Linked DNA regions of Sus scrofa: region 1 is linked to region 2. The links are chromatin contacts, called in public Hi-C maps. All regions are on one chromosome and are shown on one strand. The core of a region is the stretch at or near the end of the contact, and the rest is flanking DNA. Distances in the headings are between cores, read along the strand shown.

The links. A called contact is a pair of places that touch in the nucleus more often than the background predicts.
Region 1: a Hi-C map of embryonic fibroblasts shows a contact between it and region 2, with 1.5 times the contacts expected there. The contact joins two enhancer-like sites. A contact is called at or near these places in 15 of 47 Hi-C or Micro-C datasets (alveolar macrophages, blood, brain and 8 more) and 2 of 2 datasets of contacts at active chromatin or transcription factors (alveolar macrophages and skeletal muscle).

Annotation. Positions count from the first base shown.
Region 1 is chr7:88,198,916-88,204,538 of Sscrofa11.1, reverse strand. AKAP13 (A-kinase anchor protein 13) reads right to left here. Exons shown (of 38, transcript XM_021099912.1): 25 at 5,437-5,562; 26 at 5,203-5,320; 27 at 4,026-4,274; 28 at 874-950; 29 at 95-276. Among named protein-coding and RNA genes, the nearest start is that of KLHL25, 90 kb to the left of the region's middle. Within about 2 kb of position 2,363, at least 20 of the 83 cell types and tissues checked have an H3K27ac peak or open chromatin away from gene starts, as enhancers often do. A contact at or near this core is called in alveolar macrophages, embryonic fibroblasts, liver and 3 more, where this site is marked.
Region 2 is chr7:88,102,886-88,108,554 of Sscrofa11.1, reverse strand. The region is part of intron 8 of AKAP13 (A-kinase anchor protein 13); the gene reads right to left. Among named protein-coding and RNA genes, the nearest start is that of KLHL25, 190 kb to the left of the region's middle. Within about 2 kb of position 3,029, at least 49 of the 83 cell types and tissues checked have an H3K27ac peak or open chromatin away from gene starts, as enhancers often do. A contact at or near this core is called in alveolar macrophages, embryonic fibroblasts, liver and 3 more, where this site is marked.

The DNA of each region.
Region 1 (5,623 bases), core at 1,114-3,613, 97 kb before region 2:
ACTCTTAAGATGTCAATGGTCCTGACGGCTGCCCAGTCCATTATGAAATCACAGGGGCATCAGGAAGCAAGGATGGGCTTGGGGTCTGACTCACAGGGTGTTGATTGTGTCCTGGATGATCTGAATCCAGCTGTTCCGCTCCTCTTTGGAGCTGGCATGGACTTCCACCATCTCTGGATCTTTCATCCCCATACTGATCAGAAATAAACCTTTCTCCTCATGTGCCACTTCTCTTACAATCAGTTTCTTCAAAGAGATCACTGTTGATTTCTGGTCCTGGAAAAAGGGGAGAGGGCGGACATAAGACATGAATACAATAGTCTAACTCTTATGACAGCTTCCAACTAAGGTAAGACTAGCTGCCCTTTAAAAGCATATGGCTTAACAAACAATGGCAGATTTGGGAGAAAAAGAAATAACTCATTACTTCACTTACTTTATCAAACAGAAAAAAGATTTCCAAAAAGGAAACGAAAATTTAAGGCTATAAAGGTTCGAATCATGTTTTCTACATGATGAGCCCTTTCAGGTTCATCACAGAATCTGGTTGGAAATGTTTTAAATTGGCACAATTTGAAAAACAATTTATGAGCAATACTCTAGTGACAGATTTCTTTTTAGATCAAATACCAAAGGCCCTCAAAAGGATTATGAGGAAAAAGAAAAATAATTGGGAGACTCGGGGGTGGGGGGAGGTGGACAGAAAACTGCAAGAGCATGTAAGAAATAACTTGGAGGACTCTGTCCTGGGCCAGTTAAGTCTGAGGGGTGGGAGAGCAGTAATACTGCATTACACTCACGACTCACCCTCCCCGTATTAACTGCAAACTGAGCACTGTTAACTACAAACAGTAGAAGAACAATTCCACTTACCAGTGACGCAAAGATGTATTTCTGGTCTTTTTCTTGAAGGAAAACTAAAATGTCAGTAAGCAGGACCGCTTGAACCTCTGCAGAGTGGAGAGGAGAGACCAGTGAGCAGAACCAGCAAGAGCCTTCAGGCTTTATTAGAGACTAACTCAGCAGCACACCCACGGGCACATGGGGTGGAGATCACTCCTCCCGGATCTGGTCTTGAGACTTTCAGAAGCATTTTAAGATGGGATTTATCACCAAAGCTTTGTTGTAGGAAGGCTTAAAAGCACTCTGTGCTGGAACGATATATCCCATGAGCAAGGTTTTTAGAACAAAATACTTTTAAAAGTTGGGAAGCAGGACTCCAACAGATGTTAATGGCAACATATGCTACAAAATGCTCAGGTCACTAACTCTTCACTTCTGATCATAGTACTGGGAAAGGCGTGGGACAGCAGACAGGGAGGCTGCCAGAAGGTGAGGTAGAAGAATATCTCGGTTCAATGAAAGGCAGACTTCCTCCATACCCCTGGGAGGACGGGATGGCTGGACAATGGCCACTGGCAGCAAAAGTCCTTGTGAGAACCTCTCTGAGCCCCAGTTCCAACACACCACAGACAACCTCAACCTCTCTGCATCTCAGTTAAAACAGAACAAAAGCCAGATGAACATCTCTAGTTGGGCCCAGGAATCAAAAGAATGTCACAAACTCTTGCTCTAATTCTTTAGGAGTATGAAGTGACACTTTCCACTACCTCCTTGAGGGCAAACTGTGCTGTTCCTGGGGGTGGGCCATCTACTGAGATCTAACAGGCCGGCCCCTCTGTACCACCCTCATTCTGGAGAGGGGAGCCTATTTTGACTCCCTGGAGAGAAAGAACGGGCTGACTTATATGCAGTTCCCTTCTGGGTGGTCAGGCCCCTCCTGGCCTTTTCTACCACTTTTGCCAAAACTGGGGTCCCCTCTCTGTGTAATTCGTTGCGAAGCTATGAAGAAAACAGAAGCAAGAATGTCTGATTCCTAGGGAGGTCTAGTTTTTCAGCCTGGACTAGAGTAATTTTCCATGTACTACCATTAGTTTTGACAATTTTTTTAAAGTTTACTTTTAAATAGTTCAGGTGTCTGCCAAAAAAAAAAAAAAAGGTTCTAAAACACAAGTTTCAACTTTATTAGATCTTGAAGTTTATATGATCAGTGTCAGTAGATCAGAGAAAAACAATCCCATCCCTTTCAAAGGTTACCCAACATAGTACTGGCTGTTCTTGGCACAAGTTCACTTGGGGTGAAAATGACTAAACACCAATTCCTATCTCCACTGGAGACATTTCAGGCCAGAAAACGTATCGTTCTACCATTGCTTTGACCACAACTTTATTCCAACAGCTGGGATCTATTACTTTTTATTTTGGGAATGAATCAATAAAATGCTGTATAAAGGAAAGAACACAGTGCTGGCTCCAGGCAGCAGCAGCTCTAGGAAACCCATCCTTACAGGAGAGAAGAGAGAGGAGGTGCTTCTCAACTGCCAGGCTGCCTCAAAGCTGGTCCTGAAGTGGCAGTGAAGGCAGGGTCCTCAGCTGTGGGTCTCAGGACAGCTGAGTACCAGGGCTGGGAGGAAGGGGCCTCAGGGATCATTCGGTTCCAGTGCACCACGCAGCAGTGACATACATGGCTGGTTGGTGGCAGGAAGGGGTATTTCTTCTCTCTGAAATGGCCCTGCCTGGATAAGCCCTTCCTAGCACCCCTGTAACAGTGACTGCCCTCTTCACTCTCGCTGTAGCTACACCGCCCCCGGCAGCTCAATTATATGCACTCTAATCCACCCTTTTCCTGCTTAAAAGCCTCGATTCTGAATCCACTCTTCGCCCACTCCTATCACCAGGATCACTGTCAGCCCAGCAGTCAGTCCAGAGTACACACCCGCTCCAACCCGGCCCCCAGCTGATGCTGCAGCCTTATTTCCTGTCCCTCCCGGTCTCACTCTGCTGCTTGTCCCAGACCCTGACCACCCGCCCTTCTCCACATGCCAGACCCTTCATCTCTGCACTTCCACTTACTCCTCCCACCTGTCTGGCTCCCTCTTCATCCTTTGAGACTGAACTCATGTTCACCTCCCACCCTCACTGGGGCTGAGCGAGGCTCTCACAAGGACCTCTCAACCCTCTCCCAGTCCCCAGTCCACACCTCTCTTCCAGTCCCATCATACTGCGGAGCAAGAACCTCTTTACACGTCTTCATTCTGATCCCAATCTCAGAATGCAGGGTGTCCTGCTTCATTCACCTCTGAGACCAGCTGATCGCCTGGGACTTCTTTATAGTTGGCCTAAGCATGGTGAAACGCTAGCTAAGGACTCTTGGGAGTTCTGACAGTAGTGACCTACAGCATCACTTAGACTTCGGAGATGAGAAAAGCACCCGTTTCACTCACCTGAGCTGTATGCCAGTGGGCTGACAGCACCGGGCTGCTTTGTGTACTCAGCTCACTAAGGCCAGGGAGAGGGCTGGGTATACCCAAGGCTACTGGTGAGGTTAGAGTTACCAGACAGCACCAGAAAATATAGGTTTGATAAAAACAATTATTAAAGCAAACCCAGATGTACAGATGAGTTAATAAACCTAATTTCCTTAACGTGAAGGAGCTGATCACTTAAAAAGTAAAAACCAAAATCAAATGGACAAAAGAGTATCTTTTGTGCTCTCTTTTGCTTAGAGAAAGATTAAGGATATGAGTAACAAGGTTTAATAATAAATCTAGTTGCTGTTGAGTTAAACTTACGTTTCTCTAAGGTCTCAGGAACTGAAAATTCCTCTGACATCTCTTTGGAATGAGTGATGTATTTTTAATCTCAGAGTCTATGAACTGTGCAACTGACGGTGTTTCCCTCCTGGCAACTGTTTTGCCACACCCAAGCCCAACGGCGTCACCCACCTCTCCTAGGCCTGCATCGCTTCCTCATTATCTTACTGTATTTTGTACAGTGTTGTGAGCCTTCTCAAACCTGTCCTTTTTGATACAAGATTAGGAACAATTAAATGACTTGCTTCTGTGTGATGTGTGGACATGGGTCCCTAGGAACAATCTGGTGGTGAATTACTAAACAAACACACTTGGATTCGGCCTGCTCCCCTCTGGCACGTGCTTTTAGCCCCAGACAAAAGTGAGCCTCACCTTTCAACCTTCCTGCCGCACTCTTCAGAAACACGCCCCCATCCCGCACAAGCTTCTTCCGCTTCAGATCCTCCTTGGCAAACATCTGACCACTCTTCATCCTCATGATCGACTTGCTATCTGTCTTCGTATAAATCTCATTGAGACGGACTTTCTTTTCATAACTTGCCACTTTGCTGTTCACAGCTCCAATCACATCCTTCACCAGGCCCAGGGACTGAGCCAGATCTTCCTGCTCTGCTTCACTGTCTGAGAAGGAAAGAATAATTCTGTTTTGAATGGGTCCTTCCAGACAAGGGTAGGAGGAGGGGAAAGCCTGCATTCTTGCTCCACAAGAAGCAAGTCTTCCCTTTGTGGGCCCCCTGGCAGAGCAAGGCCAACACAGCAAAGGTCACGTGCCTACCCCCTGCTCCATTATACTTTAATTCTAAACAGACAATTCAATGATATATAGATAACATGCAACTGTATGCTATATTCTCAAGTGGAAGGAACCCAACACTTTTAGGGAGGGAGAGAAGGAGCAAGCAGTTTTTCATTTATGCTGTTATTTAGCTAATCCTTGATGTAACTGCCTAGGAGCAGGATCAGACACGAAAGAAACCGCAGTGATTCCATCACCTGCAGGTGGGAAGCATCTCCTAGTCTAGTGCTAAGTGATGAGCTGTTCAGGTCACTGAGTTCTTGATGGAATCACTAAGTGGTTCCTTCCCTTCTTGCTATCATTTACCACAAGTCTGGTGACATAACATTTCGCATTTTCATTCAAGAAAATGGTTTTTAAGGTACAACAATCTCTTTTAGACCTCTTAGACATGAAAGAGTTTGTCTATGGGGTCCTTAGAGCTGTTGGACACACAGGAAAACAGTCCATTGGCAAGTAAGACTGAGTCAAAAGAGCCACCCATGGAGTTCCTGTTGTGGCTCAGTGGAAACAAAGCCAACTGGTATCCATGAGGATGGGGTTTGATTTCTGGCCTCGCTCAGTGTAGGTTAAAGATCCAGCATTGCTGTGAGCTATAGTGTAGGTCGCAGATGTGGCTTAGATCTAGAGTTGCTGTGGGTATGGCGTAGGCCAGCAGCTTCAGCTTCAACTGAACCCCTAGCCTGGTAACTGCCATACGCTGCAGGTGCAGCCCTTAAAACAACAACAACAACACAACACAACAACCCTCACCTTTGGTACACTGCAATATTCTTTGGAACAAAACCGGGTATTTGGTGATCCGCTGGGTCACAAGCAATATGCACTCTGGGATGCCGAGCCGCCGTACGACGGAACTGCTCATCTTCTTCTGCAAGGGAGTAAACCAACTGTCAGGAAGGAAGCATGTGGGGAAGGAGGCTCTAAAGCTCACAGAGACACAATGCCCTGGACAACGACAGGGATTCTCATGATTCAAATCAATACCTTAACGAAGGCCTGAAAACGCTTATCCTTGGTATAAAGATCTTTGAAGTAGTTTACAGACTGGTTGTGCTGCCCACAAAACTTGCCGTATGTCTTCTTTAAGCGTTCTGCATTCTCTCCTGAAAACTGCAGAGGAGAGAGAACAGAGGTTATGCCGCAACTCAGCATTATAATTCCTACTACCATC
Region 2 (5,669 bases), core at 1,780-4,279:
TGTCTTTAAGCAACATGAGGACTTTGAAGACCCGTGTGCCCCTTAGACCGAGCACAAAGTCCGGCACGGAGCAGGTTATTAACACTGTCTTCCTGTCGCCCTCTTGTAGCCTTCTTCTCTATCTTCACAGCAAAGAATCAACACCAAACTGACCCGCCTCATTTCAAGCTGGAAACAGTATTTTCAGGATTCCTCATGTTTACTTAGTTGAAATAAATGCCTGTTTTCTGAGAAGTGAAGATTTCCCTACTAAAAATCTTTCATTATATAAAGGCAGCATGGTGCAAAAAAACCAAACACAGGTACATCTAAAAAACTAATTATGTCCTTTAATAGCCGTGGCCTTGTAGGACAAAAAAAATTCACATGGCTCAAGTCCTTCACATCCCTTACCCTGGCTCAAGAGAAGCCTCAAACTCTTCGTAGGAAAATGGGAGAAACAGTTGCCGCTGACAAGCCAGTCTCAAAGGAATAATGTATATGGAAGTGTTTTGTTAAAACTGGAAAACAGTCTCTACAAGGCCAATAATAAGCCTGTGTTGATTTAGCTCCACTAGTAAAGGCTTTCGTGCCCCTCGAGAGTAGAGAGCACCGCACATTTTGTTTTAAATGTAGCACATTCCTCACAATATACAGACTGGTCTTTTCTATCCTCCTTCCCTTTTTCCTTCTTTGCTTCTTCCCTAGACAGGTAAGATCACAGAGTCAAGCAAATAAAGGTCCTAAAAACTAGGCTCTCCTAAATATATGAGGACAAAAATTTTGAAACATTACTGTGATTTCATAGTGAAATCACATTTCAGAGAATGTAAAATCAATAACTTGGATCAAGTTCACTATGCCAAGTTGCCCACGACTCTCAGCCTAGGCCTGGAAAGTCAAAGCACCACCTGATAGTGATTATATGGGACAGTGATGCCACTCCACCACAAATCACGGCTCCTCTACCTAGCCCCTCGCACAGCTTGGTGTTATTATTCATTGGCTTCTGTGTCTAGCCTTCTGAGCCATTTTTCTTGGCCTCAATGGACCAAAGGGGGAAAAAATTAAGGAGTCTCAAGTAATAAGCTGAATTGATAAATCAATACAAGAGCCCTGCTATTTCCCTAACCAGGGCAGTACATTACTACTTTGCCTAGACTCTGCTGGCTCCACACCCTCACAGGTTCAGAGACTGAAGTTCTTTTGGCATCTGTGCAACATTTGGTTGGCTTCCAATTTCCCCTGCCTTTGTGAGAAAGCTGCTAAACTTCCAAAAAGTGTTCCTTGAGTCCAACATTCCCAGACTCCCATCTTATGGCTGGAAGACTCCTTGCTAATTTTAGATTCCAGGATGCCTTCTGTGAGCAATTAGCCATCCAGAGTCTCCGCCCCCATCCTGCTTAGACACCAACATTACTAATGGGAGAAAACAAACAAATACAGCTATTAACAGTCAGAGGCTAGACTTGAAAAGTAGTCAAACCAAGCGGAAAGGGTCACTTTGCCACTTTAATAAATAGACTGACCGGAGATCCTTCCAAAGGAAGTAAGTACTATCTTTCCCCTAAAGAGTTGTGAGTAGAGACTGCAGAAACAACAGATAGAAAAGATTCAGGCAAAAGACAGACTAAGAAACAGAGGCAGAAGGAGAGAGCCAGAGAAGGATACGCCACAGATAGGGGGCCTGGGCTGGGGATGACAGGGAGAGAGCAATAGGCAGAGACATCTCAGGAAAGAGCAACTCTGAAGATGAATTTCTCCCTCTATGATTTTCAAGGCTATGAGGTTCTCCTAAGCATAAGAATCCATTTCACGGCAAATAAAATGACACTGAAACACTAAGGGGCTCAATGCTGATTCTCAAGCACCCACTGTTTCTGTTCAGATATTCTCTCAAGAACCTTAAGATCACCAACCCAACGCCCTTCCCTTCCCTGATTCCTCACTGTTCTGACCGACACACTTCTCAGCCTTTCTCCCAAGGACCTAGTCACTGGATTCGAAGACACAGAGCCTGAGTTTTGGAATGGATGAAGTGTGGCCCCTTACCTTCAGCAACACCACGTCCACAGTCCTGTGCACCTTGGAGATGTCACATAGGCTGTAGCGCCTCTTGTGCCGTTCATACATTTTGTCCAAATGCAGAAGAGAGGAAACAAGATGCGAGAGATGTACCCACTGTCAACTTGGGGGGCCAGTGTGCTCGCCCAAGTCCAGAGTTCCAAATTTCTCACAGTGAGCTGGAGGGGACTTGTGCCTTCCAGACTCCTCTATGCATAAAACCCTCAAGGGGCTAAAAAAAAAAAAGAATTAAAAAGAAACCAAGCAGAATCCCAATTCCTTGAACCAAGAACTTCCTGGCAACTTCAGAGCACTGGGATGATGAATTTACAACATAAACAGTAAATGCCTCCTGATGCTATACTTTATGCAGATCTTGACGGAAGGAAAAGCACACGCCGTTTTCATCACTGGCGATAACTCCAGTAGAAAAATTAAGAATTAACAGGCTGCGCATAATGGCCGACACACGTGCGGGAATAGCCCAAAGCAGGCAATAAAAATCCAGTATGTACTTTGTCAGGAAAAGAGAAAGAGAAAAAGGGAAGGCAACTCTATTTCGAAGGGATGCTAGGAAAAAAATCTGTTCATTAAATCCTCTTGTTTAAAAAAGAAAAACGAAGACAAGGAAAATCAATTTTTCCTTTACGGGAAAAAAAAAAAAAAAAAGCTGAAGCTTTGAGATTCTGTTCAAAGTAAAGAGTCTTTAGTCAGCCTCTTGCTCACCAGGCAGTAGGGCTTGATTCCGATTTCAGTTGAAAATATCTAATGACAGCAGAGGGAAAAGAGGAGAGGAAGGAAAAAAAAAAAAAAAAAAAGACCACTCCTCCTTTTTGCTCCCTCCCTTCTTGGGCGCTGGCCCTTCCCTACCCCAGCCCCCTCTCCCCTTTTCCCTCACTCTCAAGAACGTCACTACTTGCCCTTTCAGCTCTGCACCAGCAGCCCCGGAGGCTTGAAAACCTAATTGCAGTGGTGGGAACATGATTCATCCACAGACGAAGAAGAGAAAAACAAGGCTTCCTTTTCCAACCCGCTTCCTCCCCCCTCCTCCTCACGCTGTTCCCTAGGAAAAAGGCTCTGTCAGGCATTTCCAGATGCACCCTGAGTGCTCTGATGCCTGGGCAGTATGGTAATAAAGCGAGGGGGGTGTCATCCTAAACACCACAGGCAAGTACAACATATTTATCTGTCCCATGAAGTTGGGGAAACTGAAACTACCCAAGGCACACACTGTATCTTTCTGCCAAATGCAAACCAGTGATTTAATATGAGAAAAATGCTAGCCAGATATTTCAGGGCTATGTCTCTAGGATCCAGAAGAGGTTACAAAAGCCTTGTGTGACAAGGCTTTAAAATCATCAAAAGGTCAGGGTTTTTCTTTTTTTTGTTGTTGTTGTTTTTTGTGGGGAGGAGAGAAGTGATGTGGGAGGGCTTTAAAGAAAATTTAGGAGGAAAGGAGTGGGATGAATGGGTAAGTGTGTCAGCACTTTTTGTGACTAAGAACTGTCACCTGGCTGGGACTTCTTCCCCCTTCAAAGCCTCCATTCATGTTAACTGTGGCTCTGTTACTTCGCTGGCCTGTTTTACCATCTGGGAGCCCTCCAGCCCCACCCTAGCCAAGATTCTCAGGGGCAGACTTGTTCTAGAATTCATCCTCTCACTTGAGTCATGAGTGATCTGGGAGGGAAAGGAGAAGGAACGGAGTGAAACAGAAAGGGAAGAAGAGTGGGGAGAGGAAAAAATGAAAAGATGTTCTCCTAAGAGCATTAGGCTGCAGACATTTTCCTCAAGAGGCTAGAGGAGTCCTTAGCTAGACCAAGAGAGTGTGAATGAGGGGCTCAAAGACCATAACTGGAAGGAAAAAGAGACTCAATATCTAAATTTCTATCACTATCAAAGAGCTGGTGATAACGCTCTCCAGGAGCTATAAAAGAGGTATAGAAGGTCTGGTGAGTCACCGTTTCCTTGGGTCAGGCATTCTAGTCGCTAACCAGCTCAAAGCAGAGCAATGCAGCAAACCCTGCTAGAATGCAAGCATTTGTCTCATGTATTTACACACCACAGCTATGGCTCTAACCAACTCAGAGCCTCGGTGGGGGAGGGCCCTCTCCCCCTAATCCTCACAGCCTCATCCAAGGCAGGAGGTGTACAGCCCCTCCCCTTCCCCACACGCCCCCAGTGAGCCTTGGTTCTGTGATGATACTAATGTGCACGGTGAAACATGTTGCTTTTCATTAGAGTAATATGGAAAATGGTAGAAACCAGATGATTAGAGACATTACAAAGTTGTAAGTAAAATTCTAGCTCAGGCTTATCAAAAGGGTGGGACTTGGCCAGGGATTTTTATTTACAAATACTTTGAAACTATGTGGTCTAGGGCACAAAGTTCCTTTAGGCTTTAGTGTGGGGAAAAACAGAGAGCTCATTATCTTTTCTGTATGAACTTTCACCAAGCTATAAGTTAGAACTCCACCTCCTCCCCATATAAACACAAAGCTGCCTCCCCTCTGTCCTCAATATGGTTTATTCCTCACTGCCACTCCCTTTGGTTTTTAATTAGAATCAAATGTTTCCTGCTTCCAAGGTTCCCAGGCATCTCCCTAGGGGATCACGGATGCTTTAATCACCATAGAGTCTTTCTATTCCCAACTTCATCTAACTGTTGACTTAAATGTAGATAATCTATACTGATTTAACAGATATACTGTGCCTTGCAGAAAAGGCAAACAAAAGAAAACAAAGATCAAGATCTCTGTCCAGATGAAGTTTATATAATTAGAGAGAAACCTGTTTCAAAATATAATTGTCTGAAATGGCCCAGATGCCTGTTTTGAGACAAATTAACTTTTAAAAATTTCTGATATATGCTGGCTTTGTGCTACAGGCTGGATATCTAGATTTCCTACTCTTTCTGTACACATGAACACATTAAAAGGACTTTCTTGTGTATTCTGTTCCTTCTTGGAGAACAAATGCTCTGGGTGGGGAAACACAGTCTGTTTTGCTTTCCTCTCTGGATCTGTTCAGCACTCTCCACAGCAGAGAGTCTGCAGCCTGTGCTTTTGCTGCTGATGTGACAATTCCAAATTTTTATCAAAAACATCTGGAACCACTGAAGTTATTGTTAGGATTTTGAAACACAAAAACCAATCATTTTATATCCAAACCAGAGTCTCAACCTATGGATTTTCCTTTTTAGAATATTTCTCCTTCTCTGAGCTTGGAGTAAAACATGTTTATTATTTACAACCTCTTACAACAGATTAATTATAATCTCTCTTTTCTCTGTGTCCTTCATCCCACTCTCTAACCACAACAAGGAATCCTAAATTCTTGAAGCAACCTGTGCTTAAAGTCTGTTCATACCACAGGTCTAACATATATTCCTTAAAGATTCAAGAAACTGAAGTGTAAAAATATTTTACACATTTTCATTTTAACTCTAGCATTTCTGTTCACAAATTAAACTTTCTTTTGATATTTAATTCTAAGATCTAACACCTTACCCAAAGTATTTAAGCATTATTATGGGTCAACTCTATCTGACTCCTTTTCTTTCAGTTTGCACAGAACCCTATCTAAAGTACCATAGCAAAATTTCTGAATTGGGACACCACCTAGTGGGT